Linked DNA regions of Mus musculus: regions 1, 2, 4 and 5 are each linked to region 3. Evidence: chromatin contacts called from public promoter capture Hi-C data. All regions are on one chromosome and are shown on one strand. The core of a region is the stretch at or near the end of the contact, and the rest is flanking DNA. Distances in the headings are between cores, read along the strand shown.

Region 1 (2,747 bases), core at 95-2,594, 1.1 Mb before region 3:
CAGTTGGATCTCATGGAGGCATTTCCTCAACTGAAGCTCCTTTCTCTGTGATAACTCCAGCTGTGCCAAGTTGACACACAAAACCAGCCAGTATACCCTTCTTTTCCTCCTTTCCATGTTTATTTCTCCCTGCAATTAAAACGGTTTTCTCTCAGGGTGAGATATATGGCATATATTTAAAAGCAGTAGAATCTTATTTTCTCTCCAGATGTTGCATAAGTACCAAATACAATCAGAGTTGTCGACTTGGAACTATGATAAGGGCCTTTCTAAGGGTCCCAGGAAAGAGACGAGAGTATAACGTGAAGATTCTTACCATCTGCCACACAAGCACGTTAATAACTTTCTCTGTCTTGAAACAATGTGGCTGGCTCAGAAGTGTCCCACACTGCCACTGCTATCTCTTGTCCTCTGCCTTCTCATCCCTCTCCACGTCTTTCTTTATTTCTCATATTTTTCTGTTCTTATCCTCTTCCCCTTCCTCCCATCATCTTCCCCTCCTCCCCCTGCATCCCTTTTCCTCTATTTCTTCTTTACTCCTCCTCCGGTCCTCTCCTCTTCCTCTCTCCATCGCTTACTTCTGTTTCTATCCCTCTCCTCTTTTCCTGTCCACCACGTCTTCTTCTCTTCATGCTCCTTTCCTCATTCAATTTTCATTTTCAAGGAAAAATTCCTGGTCATGGACTGACCAGCAAAGATGTGGGAAGATGCCATAGATCCTGAACCCAATTCAGTCCATAGAGTCCAAGGAGACACGTTCTACCTGCCAAGCAGCACTAAGTGTACACTCACCAATTGTAAGCAAGCCAAGGCCTCGGGGGTGGGTAATCAAGCAACGTCATGGCAGTGATTTAACACTTGGAAAGTCTTTTGCATTAGAGAGAAGAAATGACAGAAAGAATAGTAACTCCATCATATCTACACAATGTTTTCTTAAAAGCTTGAAGCAAGGTAATTATTATCACACATGTATGAGTTAAAAGGGGCAGCGTTTTCTAGTCTGAAAAGATATATATGGTTTACTAAGTCAACCAGGACAAGGCAGGCTAAGTCCAGTTGGTATCAAGGCTTTCCAAATACAGGGCTGTGTTCCATCCAGAGCACGAAACACAAGGATCCCCCAGGGGACGTTCAGCCGGCAGGAATCTGAGCAGCCAGCAGCAGGAGAAGTCAGTACAGCAGAATGAATCACAGCCTGGGGCCAAAACTTAACTCAGTCCTAGCTCAGCTGCTTTGACAGCTCTTCAGCAGAGGATAGCAGGCATCGCGCTACCACTCTAGGACCAGGATTTCAGCACAGCAGCGGTGGACAGTTCCCTACACACTTCTCTGGCTTCTGTTCAACATCCCTCAGAAGGGACTCGGAAGCCGCCTGCAGGTGAGACCTGGAAATACAGAGGCCGTAATAAGCTCAGCCATTCATAAGTGAGTCAAGGCCTCAGCAGGAACAGAGAGCAACCCCCAAGACTTGCTTCACTCTTTCTCAGAGAAGCTCAAGGAGTAAGGACCAGCCACCCACAGCAGTCTCCAGTCATTAAAACAAAACATTCCTTAGCTATTTATTGGTTTTCCTCCCTACCTTCCATTCCTGGTTTCCCAGATACGTTCCCCCCCCACCACCACCACCACCACCAAATCACTCCCTGGATTCAAGTTAATCTCCAGATTTGTTTTTAATGCAATTCAAGCCTAACCCAGTCTCTTCTCCTTCGCTTCTCCACATCTCTCACTCATTTGATGGGTCTGTTGAGTCATACAGAATATTAGACACTACCAGCCCCACCTTCAATTGCTTTCAAGAGACACCCCCCCCCCATGGCTCATTCAATGTCCTTGTAACAGCAGTAAAATTTGCTAATGACTGGTTCATGTCTCTGTTGTCTGCATCTCCACATTGAGGATGCTCTGAGCTGGCCTTATTACTGCCCAGCATTTTAAATAGCTCCCCCTGTCTGTACCCTTAGACCATCATTGGCCAACTTGTTCTTTTTTGAGCTAGACAGTCACTAGTCAGGCTTTGCAGCCATGACTCGTCTATGGTATACTGTAGTAAACATGGGTGATATAGAAATGTATGATTAAGGCTGTGTTCCACCAAGGCTTTAACAATGGATTGGACTCTGAAATTCATCCCATTTACACGGACCACAGAATACTCTTTTGCATCAATTCAGTGATTAAATAACTGTTTCGGATGTAAAGGAATAATCAGGGTAGATTGCTGGGTCTTGACCTAAATCTTGAGCTCTCCAAACAAAGAATGCTTTCTCCAAGCATCTCACTGTCATTGCTGGGCATGGTGCCCAGCACACAGAGCATTCTTAGCACAGAATAGGTGGCTAAGCAAGAGGAGCAAAGGGTACTCCCTACTTGCTTCCAGAAAGGCACTCACCTGCTGAGCCTCACAGTCATCTCTCCATGAAGTGTCATGAAGACAGGCTCTTCCTACATGTAGTGTCCCTCTGCCTGCTTGAGTATCTCTCTCTGTGCCCCAGTCTCTCTGATAAGCACTTGATTTGTGGGTCTGAGTTCACGGCCAGTAGCATAAAACCGCCCTCTTCCCAGCCTGGTTTCTAGAATTCTTCAGGAAACATTTGGCAATGGTTAGCCATCTGAATTTGTGTGTGGAGAACAGGATTATGGGTAACAGGTGTTTCTGCTGATTCTGCCAGAAGAAGACTGTTCCAACCAGCTGAAACTTGAAAGCGTTGTTATTGAAATCATTCACACACACACACACACACACA
Region 2 (2,700 bases), core at 64-2,563, 1.3 Mb before region 3:
TCCCAAACCAGACATTTCCTCCAGAAGAATCAACCTATCAGTTTTCTAGCCTGCTAAGCTCACAATCACAGTTCTTTTGCCTGTTCTAGCCAAGGAACGAAGGATTCATCTGTGTCATCCTTACCTTCTAACTTAAATGCTAAAACCCTGATGCCTACTACGTCAAGGGGTGGTTGGGGTGGCACATCTTTAATCCAGGCATGCACTTGGGAGAGAGGCAGGCAGATCTACAAAGCATGATCCAGTTTTGGGTTTTTTGTTTGTTTGTTTGTTTTGTTTTTTAAGATAATTAATGTAGGATTAAATAAGAATGGGCTCTGGTCTAGTCTGACTACTGTCCTTATATTTTTTAAAAAGTTTAGAAGATACGCACAAAGTGAAGGCACATGAGAACAAAGTGGCCATCTGCAGGCCATTAAGGCCTCAAAATTCTCTAGCCCTGAACCTTGGGTGGGGACTTCATTCTCCAGTACTCTGCAGACCTGGAGCTCAATCCATTAGCTGTTATTAATTCACATCCAATCTTAACAGTTTGCACTAATCTGCTGAGAATGCCCACCTACTACTTTTGACTCTTGCCTCGTACATGTCCAGCCAAACCTCACACCCATATCAGATGTCTATTCCTACAAGGTACTGAAGTCAGGCCACTCTTGCGCTCAACCCACTTCCATTTACTCCTTACTAAATGAAGACCCAACCTCAGCCTGGCAGCTGGTGACCTGTGACCTCTGCAGCTCTATCTTGTGCTAATCTCTTGAGCCATTGATCTTCACTAAAGTTGTCACCCACTAACAAAGCAGGAATATTTTCCTTCTGGACATCTTTCTCTTGCACCTACTCAATGCCTTTCTCCAGTCAAAGACAAATGCCATGCTCTTTATGAAGACTCATAGATCACTCTAGTCTGCATTAGTTTCTAACTTAAATTTTAGTTACTTTTATAGTGATTATCTTATAATGAAGAAATATCCAAGATGATAACTCAAAGGTTTTCAAAGTATGAAAACAAGGGTTTTGAGATGTTATTCCATCAGGAGAAAAGATAAACTACTACAATATAAAAAACCACAGTAAGTACAGTACTACTTTTCAACATCCAATCTTTTATCTGAATTTTTTTGTTTTGAAGACAGCATCTTATGTATTCCAGGTCGACCTGGTTTATGTAGTGCCAGGGACAAAACCAAGGGCCTTGTTCATGTCCATTTACGTTCCTAGCCCTTTAAAGCTTCCTGGTCTCCTAGAATGAGACCTGTGGCATATACGTATGACCACAGCACTTGTGTGGTGGGAGATAAAGGAATTGAAGGCCTGGCAATACCAGATCTGAGCCCTGCCTGGGCCACACAAGACTTTCTGTCTTCAAAGATAAATGGCACTGACTGATTAGTGGAACTTGACTCACTTTGGGAGATCTCCTCTATCCCCTAGTTTTTGTTTTTGTTTTTTTGGTTTTTGTTGTTGTTGTTGTTGTTTTTTTGTGCTAAGGAAGATAGAAAGTTTACATTTATTTAAACACACCTCATCGTTAAAAAAAATCTTACTTTAACCAACATTAAGTAACACAAATATCCATTACCACACAATGGCATTGAAGCAGAAACTAATAATTCTACCTTAAGGTTTAATCATTTTATTAAACGCTTATAAACATGTGCAAGGAAGGAGGTCAGAGCTCAATGCAATCTCTTAACTAAATCTGTCACAACACCTTTTTTTCTTCACTAATTTGTACATGTGCTACTAAAAGGGCTTATATAATAGAGTCCTTTATATACTCAGTAAAATATCATCTTACCTAATATGAGAACTGGCGGTAAAGAGAACAGAGAAGGCTATGGGTCGTGGACACTTTGATCCATCAATTACTGAATATTCATTTAGATATCAAGAGGATGAATAGACGTAGCAATTTAACATCACCTTCATAATCAAGGGTAAGGTAAAGTCTATGATTTAAATGTGTTCAAGGTACTTGTGAAGAAATAAAAATAGTTTAAATGCAAGATATCCAAATTTGGATCTGCCCATCATTTTACTACAAGTGATTGATTCCCATGTTTCAGTTAATAGAGGTAGCAATTACAACAACATTCTATGCTATCTACTACTTCAATTGAAAACAATTACCCTTTCTTTTATTTTTCATTTAGTTCATAAAATGGATTGAGCAGCAACAATCTTTCACAAATGTTCTTGTAAAGCAGATAACATGGCTGTCCCTTGCCCACCCAAAACCACTTCCAAATACTCCTCAGCAGAAAGTCACACAATCAAGCTTTCATGTCGGATCCAAGGCCAGGGCAGGGTGAAACTCACTTGAACTTGGCTTCCACCTCTTCAGCAGCTTTCTGATACTCCTCGGTGGTGACTTTGTAGAACTCTGAGCTCTGTGGACAAAGTTTACACATACATTTTAACTATGCTAGAAGACAAATGTTCTGAAGACCTACAATTTTAAAAAACAGAAGCAACCTTGTTATAGGCACACCAGAAGTATAGGAATTTGTGGCTTAAATGGTACAGTACTTAAACACTTGGAAGGCCACTAATTTAAATGGCAGTATTGTCATTGATACATATATATAACTGCATGACAGATGTTCACATAATGAAGAATTACTAAGATTACTAAGTCTGCCTTTTTGTTCATATTGTTTGTTACAAATACTGAGATTCTCAGAATCACCTCCTGAG
Region 3 (2,700 bases), core at 170-2,669:
CCAAGACAATCGATCTTCATCAACACTCTGCATAATAAAACGGTAAGCTCTCTAAAAGCAAACTATAACACATACAGACTTGATCATAAATAAACTGCTTACTTCTGAAGGATTCAAACCAACAGTATCAAACAGGATAAATTTCCAACAGACATCACACCATGTTCAAAACTCAAGTTCAAAAATGGAAGGCATCTGGAAATGTTACTGGGCTAGGAGCTTAGACAGATACAGTCCAGCCCATTTTTGCTCTGCCACTTCCAAATAGTGAAAAGATGCCCAACTTTGCATCTGTTTCACTTTCAACAAAACAATGTAACTCTTGGTCACAGGGTTGCCCTAAGCAGTATATAGATAGAAACCTGTAGCTAGTGACTCTGAACTGAGTATTGAACTGTCTGAAAAAGGAGACCGAAGCTCCAAACCTTAAATAACTAACTGGAGCTGTTTAGTCCTAATCGTTTTCCAGTTCATCTCCTGTCTCTTTTCTAACTTCTGCCTACTGAACTTTGCACATAGTTACCCAACGTTATTTGCAAGACACCACACCACAAAGCCAATCCTGTTCCCAATCTACACTTCAAAGAGCACGCTTCTCAACGAAAGACTGTGATGTGCGAAATGCCCAGGGACCATGGTGACAGCTCAGTTGTTATCTGCACCACATCACTCACATATGAGTCTAAGCCAAGTGCTCACAACCATCTATCTCTACGACCAACAAAAACAAATGTTTCGCAAAACATGTCAACACACACACACACACACACACACACACACACACACACACAAAACTTTCTGTGAGAAAAGTTTTGCTCCAGACAGACACGTGTCATTCATTCACTGGTCAGCGAAAGGTGCTAGAGTTGGATGAGTAGTAGTTGGAGAGGGTGCTCCTAGAGACCTAGGATCGGTCACGTGAGAAAGTCTCCAGGCTTCAAACTCCCCAAAGTGTGGCTTGGAGATGCCGACAGCAGCACTCTGGATGTTCCTGTCACCTGGATGCTAACGAATGGAGGAGTGCCAGGGCTGCAGAGTAGCTGACTGCGTGGGTATCCCGTGCAGCGCACTAGGGAGGCGGCCAGGGCTAGCAACCCCGGACCAGCTTCGAGAACCCGGGCGCGGCCCGAGAGGGTCACTCACCGGGCCAGCAGCTCTAGGAAGATCACATTACTGCAGCAGCCTGCGAACACCAGGCCCACCGCGAAGGCCGGGCGCATGGCCGGTGCGGGGCACGGGGAGCCAGCGCGCAGAAAAAGCGCCCTTTCAGTTCGCTACCCTAGAAAATCCGCGCGCAACATCACCACCGCCAGCGGTTCCCTCCCTGAGGGCCGTCTTGATCAACTCTTCCTCCGCAGCTGCCACCGACGCGGCCAGACCAGGAGCTGTAGTTCTCAGTCATACCCGGTCCCATTCATTTGAGGGGGCGTCCTAGGGCTAACCAAACTACATGTCCCAGCAGACCGCGCGCCTTTACGGCAGGCGTGAAAAAAACAGGCAAGTTTCCCCCGAAGGCTCGCGTGAGTCGGTGTCGCACTGCCTTCTGGGAAATGAAGTCCCAATGCTGTTCGTGTTCAGTACCATAAAGGTTGGAATGGGATTCAACGAAATAGCTTGTGTGCTCCCTGTAACTGACTTCTCATTAGAGTATTCTAGCATCTGTAACAACTCACCTGCAACTGAGAGAATGTAGAAATTCCTGTAACATCTAAACCGAATTCTAGGACAACAGCGAACCTAAAAGTTTTGAGATTGAGCCTTGGCTTAAACTGCCTGTTTAGAGCATTGGCTTAGTACTCCACTCTCATCACAGGGGAAGATAGGCCTGTCTTACTAATAGTTGTTGTAGAATAGACTAATACAGTAAATGTATTGCTTTATGTCGTGATTTTTGTAGAGACACTGAACACATGTCTTGTGCTGGCATTTTGCCAGCTTAAGGTGCTCATTAAATATTGAATTTAACTGATAAAAGGCATTCTTTTTGCCATAGTTCTTGTTTCTAGTCTCCTTTGAAAGACAGACATTCCCAATTTCAGAATGCACTAGAGCTTATTGAAAATTCAAAGTTCAGGACCACAAATAAAAATTGTGCTCAGTAACCATCATTTAGAGCATGCAGGCGCCAGGATTCTGATGAGATCTCTGGGTCACAAGTTGGGGAAGCCACTGGCAAGTTAGTTGTGAATCTTGAGGAAAACTTCGGAGTGTTTATGTTTATCCCCTAAATTGCCTCCCATCATGTGGTGTCACTGCTGATGCAATCACACGTATGAAGGGGCACAGTTCTGAGCAGTAGCACTAGTCTTACATAATAGGAAGAAATAGGGCTGTTAATTCATCGCATCTATGAAAAACTGGTCTTGCTAGGTGTACAAACACAGAACACAAAGGCACTGGCCTATGTACATAGTTGATGGTCACCATGCAGTCTTTCTTGCTATTGCTGTTGAATCGGAGTGAACACCAAGAGGCTCAGTAACTGATGCCACAAGACTTCAGCTGAAGGGTAAAAGGCACGTGCTTCCTTTCAACACTTAAATGCTGACGTGAGCATTGTATGTGCGCAGCATATGTCTTTCAGGTGCGCTCAGAGGCCAGACAAAGGCATCCGATCTAGAGCTGGAGTTTCAGAGGTTGTAAGCCATTCCCTGAGTGCTCCAAGTTGAACCTGGGTTCTCTGCCAGAGCAGCCAGTGCT
Region 4 (2,700 bases), core at 39-2,538, 1.0 Mb after region 3:
AGTAGACTTAATGAAAGCTTAAGACAGAATTAGTACTTCTAACGTATGTAGAAGTTACTTAGTAGGCTTTTTAGGTTCTTATCTCACTAGCCCGCTTCCATTCTATTCTGTAACGTGTTTTTCCTTTCTTTCTTCTTTTTGTTTTTTTGAGACAGGGTTTCTCTGTATAGCCCTGGCTGTCTTGGAACTCACTCTGTAGACCATGCTGGCCTAGAACTCAGAAAATCTGCCTGCCTCTGCCTCCCAAGTGCTGGGATTAAAGGCGTGGGCCACCACGCCCGGCTAGCAAATTTTAAATTTAACGAGTAAGTTTAGTAGTTTTGGTTGCTTAGGTAGAAAAAACATTTGGTGTTTGTGAAATTTATGTCGAATTTGACTCAACATGTTGGGGATGAGGAAGCAAATGGGTGACACTTTTGAAGTCAGGCAGGCAGTACTCAAATTTTGTCGCTGTCTGTAATTTTCTTTTTTTTTTCCAAAGATTTATTTATTTATTATATGTAAGTACACTGTAGTTGTCTTCAGACATCCCAGAAGAGGGCGTCAGATCTCATTACAAATGGTTGTCAGCCACCACATGGTTACTGGGATTTGAACTCAGGACCTTTGGAAGAGCACTCAGTGCTCTTAACCTCTGAACCATCTCTCCAGGCCCTGTCTGTAATTTTCGAAGCACAATGTGATTATGTCTACAGAATATACTTATTAAATAGAAATTCCTTAATCACTTACTCACTTCACTCTACTCTCTTAAGGTAAGGGGGATGGCTATTCAAATAAAATTTAACTTGAAATGAAGGTCATGAGAATTTTTTCTCTTTTTTTTTTTTTTTTTTTTTGAGACAGGGTATATAGCCTGTATAGCCCTGGTTGTCCTGGAACTCACTTTGTAGACCAGGCTGGCCTTGAACTTAGAAATCCGCCTGCCTCTGCCTCCCGAGTGATGGGATTAAAGGCGTGCGCCACCACGCCCAGCAAGAACTTTTTCAGTTTCACTGATTTCCCTTTTTTGAACACTAGTCAACTGCACGGCTCACTCGAAATAAAACTACGGGTCCCATGATGCATTGCACAGCTAGTCTCCGAACCGGCTGCCCTCGGCTTGTTTTAACGGTAATGGTCGCAGTTAGACTCGATGGCCCTAGGCCAGAGCAGGGCGGGGAGCCTTGTGCACACCCGCTCGAGCCTCGCATGGCGTTCTCGGAGGCCCTGGGGACGCCCTTGTGTTCAGGCGTCGACGCGGGCAGGCCCTCGGGCCCGGGGTCCTCCCCGCGGCAGGAGCGCTCTCTCAGTCCTCCTCCAAGATGGCGGCGCTGTTGGCGGTAAATTCGGGTGAGCGCGGCGGGCCCGCGAGGGACCCGCGGGGACCCACGGGGGGCGGGGCCGGCGAGTGGGGAGCGCTGGTGCAGTCGGGCCGTTGGCAGTGCGGGCGCGAGCGTGTGCGCAGGGCCCGCTCTCGCCGCGCTCCGGCCTGCAGCCCCGCGCCGCCTCCGTTTGAATGGCGCGCGGCGCGGCGACAGTTTGGCCCTCGAAACGGGCGTGTGAAGGGGAGGCGGAGCGGCGGGGTCCCGGGCAGCCAGGCGCGCGCCCCCGAAGCCGCTTCGTCCCCCCAATATCCTTCAGGTGTAGGCAGGCCATCTACCGCCGAGGTACGGCTCAAGTCCCGGGCTGTGGGACCCAGGCGAGGCTGGAAGGAAGCTGGTCTGGAAGGGGGCCGTGGGCCGGTCATGGGGCATGGGGGTGAGGAGGTCTTGCCAGCCGCGAGGCGGTGCCACGGGCTCAGCACGTGCCGCCCTGCACCGTTGTCACAGCCACGGCGGACGGTGACATCGCTGTGAAAAAGCTGGGGCTGGGGTCATCTTTGGTAATTGGAACCCCTCAGAGATGCTTGAAGAAGTGGATGGGTTTTGATTTGTCCTGGTTCCAGGAACACGGTGCCGGTCGTTAGTGGGGAGGACTTAGATGTCAAACATTTCGTACGAGGTCTGGCACTCCTGAACACGGCTTTAGACACTCGATTCATGAGTACAATTAAGAGGCAACATAGCAAACGTTTACGGACCATCTTTTTCAGCAGGACTGTTTTGTTTTTAAACTGTTTTTGGTACTGGTTCTTGCCAGTTTACCAGTATTTTTTGAAAATTACCTAAATCTGAGTTTTGTACATAAACCATCTCAGAAGTGGTATGGTAAATTGTTCTGTAGAAATGAAGTTTTCTGTTGTATTGACAACATATTGTCTGCTCACTGGAGCAAGTGTTAGTCTTGATTGTTGAATCCCTTTATACCTGGTGTATGTGTGTATTTCATTTATATATTTGGAGTAATGCAATTAAATATCTCAGATTTAATTTGGAAGCAAAGACTTCCAGTGATTACATAATTTCTCCAAAATTAAACAGTTAATGCCTTTTTTTTTCTTCCCCGCCCCCCCCCCCCCCCCAGGGTTTCTCTGTGAAGGCCTGACTGTCCTAGAACTCACTCTGTAGACCAGGCTGGCCTCAAACTCAGAAATTCACCTTCCTATGCCTCCCAAGTGCTGGGATTAAAGGCATGCGCCACCACTGCCCAGCCAGTTAATGCTTTTAAGCACAACTTTATGACATTACATCATGCTTGTCCCCCCTCAAAGTAGTTAAATTAAATGCACTACTAGATTTTTTGAAAAGCCAGGCTTCCATGTAATAGTTCTGTTACATA
Region 5 (2,700 bases), core at 45-2,544, 1.1 Mb after region 3:
GGGCCCAAAGGGCAAAGGAACAAAAGGTTCGGGTCTTGGTTAGGGTTTTACTTTTGTGAGGAGACACCATGACCAAGACAACTCTTAGAAATGACAACATTTAATTGGGGCTGGCTTACAGGTTCAGAGTTTCAGTCCATTGTCACCAAAGTGGAAGCATGGCAGTATCCAGGCAGGCATGGTGCTGGCAGAGCTGAGAGTTCTACATCTTCATCTGAAGGAAGCCAGAGAGCATCCTCAAGCTGCTAGGAGGAAGATTTCCAAGTCCATCCCCACAGTGACACATTTCCTCCAACAAGGCCACACCTTCTAATAGTGCCACTCCCTGGGACGAGCATATGTAAACCATCACAGTTCAGGTAACCAAAATGGCTGGATTATATAGGGAAAAGCCTCATCGGGAAAAGCAGCCCAGCCCCTGAACTGGTGAGTTTAGGGTAGAGGGCTGCATGTGCCAGCCACACCCTGTAACAGGCCGGGACTGAGGGATGCTGGCGAGGACCAGGAGGCCAGGTCCACTTTGATATGTTAAGTAGTCCTCTGCCATTGTCCCAGGGTTAACAGCCCCACTAGGCGCAGCTGATTTGTTTTTCTGTTATTTGAAGCCAGAGTACCCCTTAACTAGATAAAGGTCAATTCCAAAGACTGAGAGCAACATGAGAAGGGTGGTTTCGATGTGCTTGTGTATGTGGGTGACCAGCAGCGCGACCGGACAAGAGTGGATTCATCTTTGGCTCCTGCATGGTAGATGATTCGCGCTCCACTTGAGGAGGAAGTAAACTTCAGATAGGTTGCTGGTGGCTGCCAGCAATCGCTACTTGGATCCAGTCGTGCCAGACTCCGCAGACCTCTCTCCATCATCTATCACGTGGCTGAGGACTACCCTTAACTAGGCTGCATAGCACACTTGTGGGCTTTTGTGAAATGGAACCTTTTCCCCCTTTTCGTCTGAGAGTCGGCTGTGGTGGAGATTAGTGTGGACTTCATAAAGGCTCCCAGGAGAGTGAGTTGTTCACTTGGCATGGCACCCGCTACCTCACCCCCACCCTGGTTTAGTAGGTAACACAGCCACGTCTGACTGTATTAATACAATTGCCAGCGTCCTTGTCACCCGGAGGCTTTGGTTCAAAGAGGCCTAGGTTTGCACCTCGCCCTCTTGCTTCCCGAGATGGCCGTCAGAGGGCGCTGCGGCTCCGCGAGTCGCTTCCGGGAATGGAGAGGGCGGGGCAGGGCGGGGCGGGGCGTAAACCGGAACCTGGCAGCGGGTTCCGCCCTCGCGCCGGGGAGGAGTCCCGGAGCCGAGCTGGAGCTGGAGCACCTCTCACACCCTCCTCGCCCTCCCCACCGACATCATGCTCCAGTTCCTGGTGAGTGGGGCCTCGGAGGATCGGGCCTCGCGGTCGCCTCGTTCCCCCGGGGTCCCGGGTCGGCGGTGCACGGCTCTGCAGTTGGGGCTCGTCGCCCTCGGGTTTGCTCGCGCAGTTTTCCTCTGGCCTCCTCCTAAGTCCTTGGGTCTTTGCCTGGGTTTGTTTATATGTAGTCCTTCAAGTTCCGAAAACTTTGGGGTGTCAGTGATATGACTGCGTTTTCAAAAAACCACTTACTGTGAGCTCTTGGCGAAATCTTCGCGGTAAGTTGGGTCGGAGGAGTCATCAAGATGACTTGGCTCCTGTCCTCTCCACGCGACTTCCCGTAGACCCCCATCTATTATATACGGCTTATTTGAGGCCTCAGAGTGCCTTTCACACGCCGTGCATTAGTCAGCCACATCACGAGGTCGCAGCGAGAGATCCACAGTGCCCTCCCTCTTCAGACCTTTACAGATTGCCCGCTTTGAGGAGTGAGTCAGACTGCCCTGCGAGTAACTCTTGTAAAAACCTGCCCCTCCCCACACCCTTTCAAGTCTCCTTTTTGAGTTAACACGTTTTTCTGGCAAAAATCAAGTATTTCTAAAATTGCCTGTTGAGGATTCTAGGAAACTTGCCAGTCAAATTTTCAGATGAAAGTTTTCAAACACTTTCAGATGAAAGCGTTTCATCTTCGAATTCTAATAAAGCAGATATCTTCTTTCTTTCCCACGGTCAGTGGCTACCTGGTGCTCCGAGAATGAGTATTGTTTACATAAAACTGCCCTACAAAGACTCAGTTGCCTCTGGGGTTTCTCTAGTGTCCTAACTAGGCCTTAGTTTAGGAGGTAGGAGTAATTAGCAGTAATTTACTTGTTAGGAATCACTTTTAAAAGCAGCATCAGCCAGCTAGTGTAAGGTGATAGGATTGGCCCTTCCACTGCATTTGCTGTTCATTGATAAGCAGGGAGAACATTAAATCGATTACACTTAACCTTTTAAGTGCTTTGCTGAATGAGGCTACCTGGTGCGGGACTAGCGCTCTGTACTTAAACATGGGTTTTGATTGGAAAATTCAAAATTTTCAACATTTATGGAGAGATGCTGAAGCCGACCATTAGATGCTTAGCTAGGATGTAACTGATGTTCCTTCTCTTGCCCTGGGTCTGTCTCCTCTTCATTGCTTTTGTTGGGAAAAGTGGAATCAGATGTACAGAGATGGAATCAACTTTCCTCTTGTGGAACTTGGTCAAACACTGCTAGTTTCTGCAAATCTTGCTTTTTACATTAGCCGTTTCAACTGTTTTCTAAATGGTTAAGAGTTTAGACCCTATCTTTAATCTCAAGGTGTGTG

The links. Promoter capture Hi-C pulls out the DNA fragments that hold promoters and counts their contacts. Capture Hi-C pulls out chosen DNA fragments and counts their contacts.
Region 1: a contact with region 3 is called in a promoter capture Hi-C map of second pharyngeal arch cranial neural crest, with 4 times the contacts expected there. The contact joins the enhancer-like site here to the promoter of Slc35b4 in region 3. A contact is called at or near these places in 9 of 39 promoter capture datasets (the 3T3-L1 cell line, 3T3-L1-derived adipocytes, the C10 cell line and 6 more), 1 of 484 Hi-C or Micro-C datasets (cerebral cortex), 4 of 115 datasets of contacts at active chromatin or transcription factors (T-cell acute lymphoblastic leukemia, astrocytes, embryonic stem cells and 1 more) and 1 of 9 other capture datasets (embryonic stem cells).
Region 2: a promoter capture Hi-C map of hippocampal neurons shows a contact between it and region 3, with 5 times the contacts expected there. The contact joins the enhancer-like site here to the promoter of Slc35b4 in region 3. A contact is called at or near these places in 10 of 39 promoter capture datasets (the 3T3-L1 cell line, 3T3-L1-derived adipocytes, HPC-7-derived erythroid cells and 7 more) and 2 of 115 datasets of contacts at active chromatin or transcription factors (astrocytes and embryonic stem cells).
Region 4: a contact with region 3 is called in a promoter capture Hi-C map of pre-B cells, with 2.8 times the contacts expected there. The contact joins the promoter of Nup205 here to the promoter of Slc35b4 in region 3. A contact is called at or near these places in 2 of 39 promoter capture datasets (liver and pre-B cells) and 1 of 484 Hi-C or Micro-C datasets (CD4 T cells).
Region 5: a contact with region 3 is called in a promoter capture Hi-C map of liver, with 2.2 times the contacts expected there. The contact joins the promoter of 1810058I24Rik here to the promoter of Slc35b4 in region 3. A contact is called at or near these places in 2 of 39 promoter capture datasets (liver and pre-B cells), 2 of 484 Hi-C or Micro-C datasets (CD4 T cells and regulatory T cells), 1 of 115 datasets of contacts at active chromatin or transcription factors (thymic regulatory T cells) and 1 of 9 other capture datasets (liver).

What each region holds. Positions count from the first base shown.
Region 1 is chr6:33,125,452-33,128,198 of GRCm38.p6, forward strand. No RefSeq gene overlaps it. Among named protein-coding and RNA genes, the nearest start is that of Gm22321, 38 kb to the left of the region's middle. Within about 2 kb of position 1,345, at least 54 of the 459 cell types and tissues checked have an H3K27ac peak or open chromatin away from gene starts, as enhancers often do. A contact at or near this core is called in second pharyngeal arch cranial neural crest, where this site is marked.
Region 2 is chr6:32,849,823-32,852,522 of GRCm38.p6, forward strand. It overlaps Chchd3 (coiled-coil-helix-coiled-coil-helix domain containing 3), which reads right to left. Exons shown (of 8, transcript NM_025336.2): 6 at 2,323-2,393. Among named protein-coding and RNA genes, the nearest start is that of Gm32007, 190 kb to the left of the region's middle. Within about 2 kb of position 1,314, at least 16 of the 459 cell types and tissues checked have an H3K27ac peak or open chromatin away from gene starts, as enhancers often do.
Region 3 is chr6:34,175,635-34,178,334 of GRCm38.p6, forward strand. Slc35b4 (solute carrier family 35, member B4) reads right to left here and starts at 1,420. Exons shown (of 10, transcript NM_021435.3): 1 at 1,144-1,420. The coding sequence starts at 1,220. Gm13855 (a long non-coding RNA gene) reads left to right here and starts at 1,414. Exons shown (of 3, transcript XR_868963.3): 1 at 1,414-1,588; 2 at 2,571-2,700.
Region 4 is chr6:35,176,328-35,179,027 of GRCm38.p6, forward strand. It overlaps Nup205 (nucleoporin 205), which reads left to right and starts at 1,289. Exons shown (of 43, transcript NM_027513.1): 1 at 1,289-1,332. The coding sequence starts at 1,305.
Region 5 is chr6:35,251,416-35,254,115 of GRCm38.p6, forward strand. It overlaps 1810058I24Rik (RIKEN cDNA 1810058I24 gene), which reads left to right and starts at 1,295. Exons shown (of 3, transcript NM_001384235.1): 1 at 1,295-1,367. The coding sequence starts at 1,353.